Linked DNA regions of Sus scrofa: region 2 is linked to region 1. The links are chromatin contacts, called in public Hi-C maps. All regions are on one chromosome and are shown on one strand. Each heading gives the region's core, a stretch centred on a gene start, on an enhancer-like site or on the middle of the called end of the contact. The rest is flanking DNA. Distances are from core to core; before and after follow the strand shown. Region 1 overlaps INO80 (DNA helicase INO80). Region 2 holds the start of DLL4 (delta like canonical Notch ligand 4).

Region 1 (4,509 bases), core at 637-3,136:
ATTTTGTCTGTGAGCAGGATCTTATACTGTGGTCATTACAAATGTGTATCTGAGTGAAAATACTATAAGATTGTAGGAAAGATTGCAAGAAAGTAGCATGGGTCTGTTTATGTTAACATTTTTTGAGCTTCTGTTTTAAAGAAGGGGCCAGGAATAGGTTTGACTTGGCAGAACCAGCCTGATTTCTAGGGAATTGTGCTCTTCTTGGCTCTGCGCCCTGCTTAGCAACAGGTGGTGCTCTTGTCCAGTGCAGCTTTGGTAGTGCTTAAAAATTGTGTATGGATGCCAGCCCGGAGGTACCAGTGTGTGCAGTGAAAGAAACCTCTTTTTTCTGCTTAAGTGTTTTAAGGCTGTTGCTGAAGTCACTATCTTCTTCACTTCCTTTAGGGACATCCAGAGATATCCAGTCCATCCACTTTCACCACCACACCTACACAATAATAAGCTAAAACAGTGTTAGTGCAACTTCTTGCTGCTTTTAGGCACATCAGAGTTCTCCTCTTCTAAGTGTGCATACATCTTGACTGCAGGGGGCACACCTGCGGCATATGGAGATTCCCAGGCTAGGTGTTGAATGGGAGCTACAGCTGCTGGCCTCCACCACGCCACAGCAACATGGGATATGAGCCGCGTCTGCAACCTGCACCACAGCTCACAGCAATGCCGGATCCTTAACCCACTGCGTGAGGCCAGGGATTGAACCTGCATCCTCATGGATACCAGTCAGGTTTGTTTCCACTGAGCTACAGTGGGAACTCCCAAATTGTACATACATCTTCATTTCTTGAGTTTTCCTGATCCTAGCATCAGTTTATTCTGCTTAGCAAAGAGAAGTAGATGTGGGAAGCAGGAATGTGTGAAAACCATTGAATCATGATTTTGAGGTGAATTGAAGCCTCTCAAAATTCAGGCACAAGACAGATTTGTATATGCTTAAATATTTGTATTGAGGGAGCAAATGGAGAGAGTAGATAAGCAGGCTACAGAAATCTGATGAGCTTAGCTTGCCCACTCTCACTCAGTGACTGAAAAATATGAGTCTTTTTTTTTCACCTTCCTGTGCTTTTCATGAAGAAAAAAAAACAACTTATTGTCTAATGCTGATTAGTACTTTTGTGGGGATGTTTAGGAGCTATCAGAATTGGAGGACCCCAGGGAACCCAATTAAAGGAGAAAGGTAATTGTGACAAGAAGAAACCCTTGAAGTTGTTATGAAAGCATTGCTGCCTGATCAGACTGGGAATTTATACAGGCCTCCTTGACTGGTGCCAGCAAAAGGGCTTAGCAATTGGTTCTGTCCCAGCTGCAGTCATTTGATTGTGTCGGTAGGAGACCAACAAAAAGGAGAGCATTTCAAATCTAAACAGGACCAAACAAAGAGGCTGAACAAAGGTGTGTGCCATAGCGTCAGGGGAGGGGGTGGCAGAGGGAGAAATGTGGCCTGGCAGCGTTCCGAAGGTGGGAAAAGGCAGGCTGCGGTGCAGAGGAGTAAACATCCAGGACCTGTGGCTTTGTAGCAAAAACAGAGTAGCTGATGATTTGTTGTGGTGCTGTCAGCACATCCGTTCTTGTTCGGTTTATACAATTAATTGTGTACTTGGCAGATAGTGACGAGAACAGAGAAATGGCCGTTAAACTCTTGGATTGCTCTCAACAGTCAGTTTCCATAGTCTGGAGGAAAAACTATGGGTTCAAACCCAGAAACTACGGGTAGATGGTATATTTTTCTTAATGGTTTCTTTTTTTACTTTTAGGGGTTAGTTGTCTGTGTAATATCTCTAGCCTTTCCGTCTCCCTCTTTGCGTCTGATATCAAATGTGCTCTTACATCTCCCAGCCCCTTAAGTTTCATCTCTTCCTCTTAATAGCAGCAATTGTTCAGGGCATGTTTATGGACCAATCTGCAAACAGGAAACTCTACTTCCTGAAATGTGATGGGAGTTGAATGATACTGAATGGATAAGATGAAAATTTGTGAGTTAAGTGTTCTTTAAAGATCTCTGGCTGAAATGCCTTTTTTTTTTTTTTTTTTTCCTTAATGGGAAGAGGAAGGAGAAAGCACAAGTTAGTGAGTGAAAGCAGCTTCCATTTCACAGAAACCCCAAGTCAGTCTTGCTGAAAAGCTAAGTAAGTTCTAGTGTCTTTATTAATGACTAATGACATTTACCAGTCAACCTATTTGAAATCATCTAAGAGAAGGAGTTTTGGTTTTGGGGGTTTTTTTGGTTTTTGTTTTTTGGGGATTTTTTTGTTGTTTTATTTGTTGTTGTTGTTGTTGTTTTGTTAAGTTCACTTCTTGGTGTTTAAGTGTCTCCAGAGACAGACAAGAAGGAGCCCTTATATCTTTGCATTCTCATGCCTTCCGGAGGTAACCATTTAGCCACAGAACTAGCAGAAATGGATATCTAGAGATAGGATGAAGAAAGAAAAAACACATTTCTCAGGTCACTTTCAGCACAGACATTACTCTCAGATGTCCACATGTATCTGCTATCTCTTGAATAAGAATGTGAATCAGGACAGCTTTCTGATGCCTTAGCAGCAGCTGTCTGACTGGAAACTGTCAGTTGGGAGGGAACCTACACATCCTTCTTTCAGGATTTTTCTTCCCAGAGCACTACTGGATATGATTTTGCATTCTTCCCTAGAGTACTTTCCTGCTCTCATGATGATAAGCATCCTGGTTGTAGTAGTTTTGGCTGCATACAGCTTTGCAGTGAGTGATTTTGCTGCTTCAATTAAATAGTTTCCCGCTTCCCCTCTTTTCTTCTCCCTAGGCAAGGAGAGCCTCATCACTGACAGTGGGAAGCTGTATGCCCTTGATGTCCTGCTGACTCGGCTCAAGTCTCAAGGACATAGGGTCCTTATCTACTCCCAGATGACCAGGATGATAGACCTGCTGGAGGTAGGAGAAGGAGCCTTGGGGACCTAGGACAACTTGATATTTAACTTGTGTTAGTGTGTGACTAATGTCAGTCCTGCTTATAGGAACTCAAAACTTGTCTTTGTGATTTTACTGTCTGTAAAGGGAGGAGAAGCAATTCCTAGCAGATATGAGAGTGTGCAAAGGACTTTTGCCTCCTTCCTTATATCAGTGAACTAGAATCACCTCCTTTCCTTCCTTTTACTAGGAAAGAAATGCCCTAATTTTTTTTTTTTTTTTTTTTTTTTTTGTCTTTTTGCTATTTCTTGGGCCGCTCCCAAGGCATATGGAGATTCGCAGGCTAGGGGTCTAATTGGAGCCGTGGCCACCGGCCTACACCAGAGCCACAGCAACGTGGGATCCAAGCCGCGTCTGCAACCTACACCACAGCTCACGGCAATGCCGGATCGTTAACCCACTGAGCAAGGGCAGGGACCAAACCCGCAACCTCATGGTTCCTAGTTGGATTCGTTAACCACTGCGCCACGACAGGAACTCCAGAAATGCCCTAATTTTAAAGCATATCAGTGCCTAGAAATTTCTTGAAAAGTCCTCTGAAATTCCATATAGAAAACAGGATTTGTGTGAAAAACCAGAGAACAGCTATTTAACCTAAGTTAATGTGGTAGTTCTCCTCCTGACTGTATTTGTGGTCCTCTGGGAGAGCTTAAAAAAAATACTAATGTCCAGTTCCATCCTCAGAGATTCTTATATAAAAAGTTTGGAAGGAGGCCAAGGCATTAGGATATTTAAAAGCCCTCAAGGTGAGTTCCCATTGTGGCTCATCGGGTTAAGGACCCAACTAGTATCCATGAGGATGCGAGTTCAACCCCTGGCCTTGCTTAGTGGGTTAAGGATCCGGCGTTGCCATGAGCTATGGTGTAGGTTGGCAATTACAGCTCCAATTCGACCCCTAGCATCGGAACCTCCATATGCCACAGGTGTGGCCCTTAAAAGCAAAAAGTAAAATAAAAAATAAATTTTAAAAAGTTCCCAAAGTCATTCTAATATGCAACCAAAGTTGATAACTACTGGGTTATAGTGAGAGATACAACCCTGTTTTATTGTGCGAGAAAGCTTTTGGTTTTTTTTGTTGTTGTTGTTGTTACTTTTGTGTTACTTATCTGCTTTCTTGTGGTTGAAGTAGTGGCTTATTATTTGAGGGACATAGAAATGGGAGTGAAAGTGAGGACAAATAAATCACAGACCACTAGAGTAGGTCTTTCAGTGCAAGAAAGTTGGAAAGCTACCTGTTGAGAAGCTAAAGCACCTAGATGTCAGTACTGTGTAAATATTCTCATGTTATTCCATGGGTTTACATATCTAAGGCTTTAAATTCTAACCCCTGGGGACTAGTTGGTACTAAATAAGTAGAAATTGGAACATGATTATTCCTACCTAGGAATAAGGGAGTAGAGATTCTGTCAGTACAGAAGGAATGAAAGGTAGCAATGGGGAAGAATTTTAGGTTCTTCAGAAGCCAATACTGGCTCTCTAAATTCTGCAGTGAATTTATCTGAACTTGGTGCTAGGCTCTTTTAAATAATTACGCAACTTCTTTTAGCAAGAGACGTAACAAATTATGCC
Region 2 (4,509 bases), core at 1,065-3,564, 81 kb after region 1:
TCCCCAGTCCAGCCAGGCAGGCAGGAAAGGCTGCCATCTGGCTGGCACACGTAGTGGCCGAAGTGGTCATTGCGCTTCTTGCATAGACGTGAGCAGCTGTCCCCATAGTAGTTGTCACTGCAGATGACCCGGTAGGAGTAGCGCAGCCTTGTGAGAGGGCTGGTCTGCTCATCCAGTAACCACTTCTGGCCCACAGGAAGGGAGCCCTGGATGGCGATCTTGCTGATGAGTGCGTCTGGTGGCAAGGCCTCTGAAGGGGCAGAGGGCCAGGTCAAGGAAGGGCAGCCAGGCCCCAAGAGTGCCAGCAACTTCTGGATCAAACCAGTTGTCCAGATGATCCCCACCTGCCAGCAAGCACAGGCCAGAGGAACCCAAGTGTCCCACTGCTTAGCTGCTCTGTGCATGCATGTGCAGAGGGCCTGATACCATTCAAAAAGGGGACAATAGAAGGATGTTAAGCTATCCAGTGTTCTGGAGGCAGATAGGCAAGGGAAAGAGGAAAAGAGGTCAAAATGGGGTGGGGGGAGAAAAAGAAAAGCTCTCCAGGCCTTTGAGGACTCTGGGAGCAAGGGGTCCTCTGGTGCCCATTCAGGGGTTCTGCCCTCAGAGATGGGTACTGCTTTTCTTTTTCCTTTTCAAAGTGAGGATTGTTGTGCTGCTGAAATATCCTTTTCCTCTGTGTCAGAACAACATCCCAAAGCCATTATTCCCTTTCCAAAGGAGCGGAATTCGCGAAAGGTGTAAAATACAGGAAGGGGCCCGTCAGCGGCGCTGGCAGCTTCGGCCTTTCTCACCGCCGTGCTCCCCGCGTTCCCACGCCAAAAATAACCCGCAGGAAACGCAATTGTGCTCAGAGTCCAGGCAGCGGGCGGAATCTGAGCGTCCAGCGCGGGGCGCAGCTCCCGGCCAAGCTAAGCGTCCTGCCCCCCACCCTCCACCCCGCACTTCCCCCGCCTATTTCAGATTAACTCTTTCGGCGCTGCGCCGTGTCGCCCCCCTGTGGCCGCGGAGCGAGCTACTCACCTGGTCGCAGGTCGTCTCCTGGCGCGTGCCAAGCTTCGATGATGAGTGAGAAAGTACCCTGGGAACGGAAAGGAGGGGGCGGGGGAAGACAGAAAGAAAGCAAGTTGAACAGGGGGTGGTGGGAGTGCCTTGTTGCAGCCGGTTTAATTAATCTAATTGCAGGATACAGTTACTGTACCCGAGTCAACATAACGGGCTCATCATCCCGCGCAAGCAGGGAAGGGGAAAGAACCCCGGGTAGGAGGAGGGTTGAGGGATGGGGGAATGTACGTGAGACTCATTCGAAGGTAGAGGACCCGCTGGGGTGGTAGGTGATGAAAATCGTATTTCAAGAGCTAGGGGAACAGAGGGCGCAGAACAGGGAAGAGAGAGACGAGTGAGAGCCTACTAGAGGGTGAGGTCCCAGGCATCGAAAGAAAGGATCCTAAGAGAGCGCCCCACTTTTTTGGAAGGGAGTGAGGAAATCTAGGGAGAGGGCTTTAATCTCAGGGAGATCCCTTCTCTCGGCCTCCCAGTGAGCCCAGACTGTGCTCACCGGCCAGGTGAAATTGAAGGGCAGTTGAAGAGGGTTGCGTCCGCCGCCGCTACTGTCGTCCCCGACGGCGAAGGAATTGGTGCCCAGCACAGGCGTGGAGACGCTGCCGAAGGTGCAGGGCCCGGGCGAGACGACCGCCTGAAAGTGCTTAAGGCAGACGCGGAAGAAGGTCCGGCAACCGGGTTCGCACCGCCGCCCGCTGGCTAGTACGCCGCGCTCGTTGGCAAACTCCTGCAGCTGCAGCTGGAAGACGCCGGAGCCGGCCGCGCGCTATTGCACAGGGACGGAGGGAAGGAGGAAGGAGAGCGGTCAGGTCGGCGGACGCCAGGGGCTGTAGCCCGCGGCGCGGTGGGAAGGGGCGGAGGGGGCGCGGGACGTTACCTGCTGCCAAAGTGCCACTAGCAGCAGTAGCGCCCAGCCAGAGGGGCTACGGGACGCAGCTGCCATTCCCCGGGGCGTCGCTCTCTCCACCCGCCGACCGTGAAGCTTTCCCGCGCGTCCAACCGCCGGAGGGGTCCCTGAAAAGCCAGGCTCCACTCGGGGCTTTCCTCACGCCTCGCTTTCTCGCTAACTCCGCTCCAACTGCCGCGGTAGGTAATCCAGGTGAGGACGACCGGGCGGCGACCGCTCTGAGGACGTGTCCTCGGGCTAATCCTGGGGCTGTAAGCAGACGAGGGCCCGGGTATACTGCACTGAGGCGGCTTGAACTGCGGCTCTTGGCCTCGCGTTCCCAGTCTGCGCTCAGCGCCGCTACTGAAACCTGCGCGTTCGGGAGCTTTCCTTATATATATTGGCTCCTCTCTTAACCCGCCTGTCACTCAGACTCGTGGTCACTCTCCCCTCCCCTCGAGCCTCTAGCTGCTACAGCCCCAGCGCCGCCCGGAGGGGGCCTCCGCCCCCGCCTTCCCCCCTCCCCGTCAGCCAGTCAGGCACAGGTCCCCGCCCCTCCGTGCAGCTCTCAGCCCCTGGATCCCCCAGCTCAGCGCTTGTCGAAGAAACCAATTCTCCACAACTGGGGGTTACAAGCCGCGACCCCGGCTGTGCGAGGATAGGGGGAGGGCCGAGAGGAATGGGGCGGGAGGTGAGCGAGTGTTTCCCGGATGGCTGTGGGGGCGGAGACATTGGGGAGTCCCCGTGGGTGGTGTGTCCGCAGCCGGCATTAGTTACCTGCAGCACTAGAGCAGGTAAAAAGAACTTAAGCTCAGAAAGCGAAACTAGTGCTAAAGAATTCCAATCTCCACCTTCCCCAAGCTTCGGGAGCCCTGGCGTCGCCCGGCCGCAACCTGTGAGCGTCCACCCACCACGCCCCCTCCCCTGTACAGCAGGGAAGCTAGCGGAGGCATTATCCTTTCAGTGGCCACTCGGGGCAAGGCGAAGAGCCAAGCGTCTAAGACTCAGGGGCTCGGCCCTCCACCTGGTTGGCTTCTCCCACTCCGGTTGCGCGGGGGTAGGGGGCGTCCAGAGCGTGCCTCCTTCCTTCTGCCTGCCCCTTCTGCCTCCCGCCTGGGCTCTGTGCGTGCCAGTCCCCAGACGCACAGTCCCGGTGCAGGGGATAGGAGGCGTGGTCCGGGAATAAGGGGGGCGCGTCCTCAGCTGTATGGTAATAAGGGTCTGGCCCCGCCTCCAAGCGCCTCCCCTCACCTAGGTTTAGCTTCAGCTTCAGCTCCAGCGCCCACCTTCTCCCTCCACCCCAGCTGCCCCAAGCCCCCGACCGCCCGCGTCCTGTCGCTCCTTTGAGGCAGGGAGGAACTCCCCTGGCTCCTGAGTTGGCTGAAGCCACTAGCGAGTCAACGTGAGAGGCTAAGTCTGGGCAGACCCGGGTCCTCTCCTCATACGGCGAAATGTAGGGTGGAACTGGAAGCGCGGGGACTCGTTTAAGTTTCAGGCAGTTTCACCGTCTTGCCTTCGCAGCTCCCTCGGGTGGCCCCACTTCTCAGAGCGGCGGCAACGCAGCTGCTTTCCCGGAACCGGCGTGATCCCCGGAGGCTTTAGACTGGGGAGAGCCGGCTTCTACTAGTGTCGGGGGTGCCGGAGAGTTCTCTCTGCGACGCTGAGGGTGGCGGGGGCTCTGTGGCTTCAGCTGTCAGCCCGCCCGCACAGCGATGGCTGTCGTCCGGCGATAAGATCAGCGCAGGGGCGGGGGGAGCAGGGACGCGTTGCGGGCCCCGGGGAGACTTGGGGTTGGGGGGCGGCGCGAAGCCCAACAGCTGCCCAGGCCGCGCATGGGTCTGATTTTTTTTTTTTTTTTTTTTTTCTTGAGGGTGGTGGCGGAGGACTCGGGGAGAAGGATGAGAAACAAGAGGTTGGGAGCGTGGGTTGGGGGAGGGGCGAGGTGAGGAGACGGGCTCCGGGGTCCCCCACGCACGGCCACCCCTCCCAGCCACCATCTGGCGCGAGCGGGTTGGCGTGGGGAACCGAGGTGGGGCGGGGGCCGGCAGATGGGCCCAGGCTGCGCTCCAGAGTTAATGTAGGTTATGGACAGGCGGAGTCCCCAGACCCGAGGGAGGAGGAGCCCCGGGCTTGCCTCCCAGGGATCCTGACAAGTGGGTTTTCCGCTCACACTCTACGGTCCTAGTTCTGCCCAGGGTGCCAAAGAGCGCCCCTTGATTTCTTCTGAGCTGGCATCCAGCCCCACCTAGTTCTGTCCACCTCCGACCCCAAATCCTGGCTTGGCAGTTCATTAAAAACAAAACAAACAAAAACGCAAAACCTCTCCTTTTCTGGCTCTGGCTCTTGCCTGAACCTCCAGAGATACATCCAGTCCTACAGGAGGCATCTTGCTCAATATTGGCAGATCTGGAACACATTCTATCTCTCATACACATCTGGACTAATGTGCCCAAAAGCAAACAATCAAGGAGCAAACAAAAGTATCATCATTATTCGCAGAGTCAAGAGTTCTTGCAAGGGATCCCAGAGACCTAGAAATCCTCTGACCTGAAGAAGAAAGG

The links. Hi-C and Micro-C count contacts between places; a contact is called where the count stands out from the background.
Region 2: a contact with region 1 is called in a Hi-C map of liver, with 2.4 times the contacts expected there. The contact joins the promoter of DLL4 here to the enhancer-like site in region 1. A contact is called at or near these places in 4 of 47 Hi-C or Micro-C datasets (embryonic fibroblasts, liver and skeletal muscle) and 1 of 2 datasets of contacts at active chromatin or transcription factors (skeletal muscle).

The regions. Positions count from the first base shown.
Region 1 is chr1:130,303,410-130,307,918 of Sscrofa11.1, forward strand. INO80 (DNA helicase INO80) reads left to right here. Exons shown (of 36, transcript XM_003121588.5): 27 at 2,777-2,904. Among named protein-coding and RNA genes, the nearest start is that of CHAC1, 58 kb to the right of the region's middle. Within about 2 kb of position 1,887, at least 16 of the 83 cell types and tissues checked have an H3K27ac peak or open chromatin away from gene starts, as enhancers often do. A contact at or near this core is called in liver, where this site is marked.
Region 2 is chr1:130,384,097-130,388,605 of Sscrofa11.1, forward strand. DLL4 (delta like canonical Notch ligand 4) reads right to left here and starts at 2,315. Exons shown (of 11, transcript NM_001244418.1): 1 at 1,940-2,315; 2 at 1,559-1,828; 3 at 1,024-1,081; 4 at 1-250. The coding sequence starts at 2,005.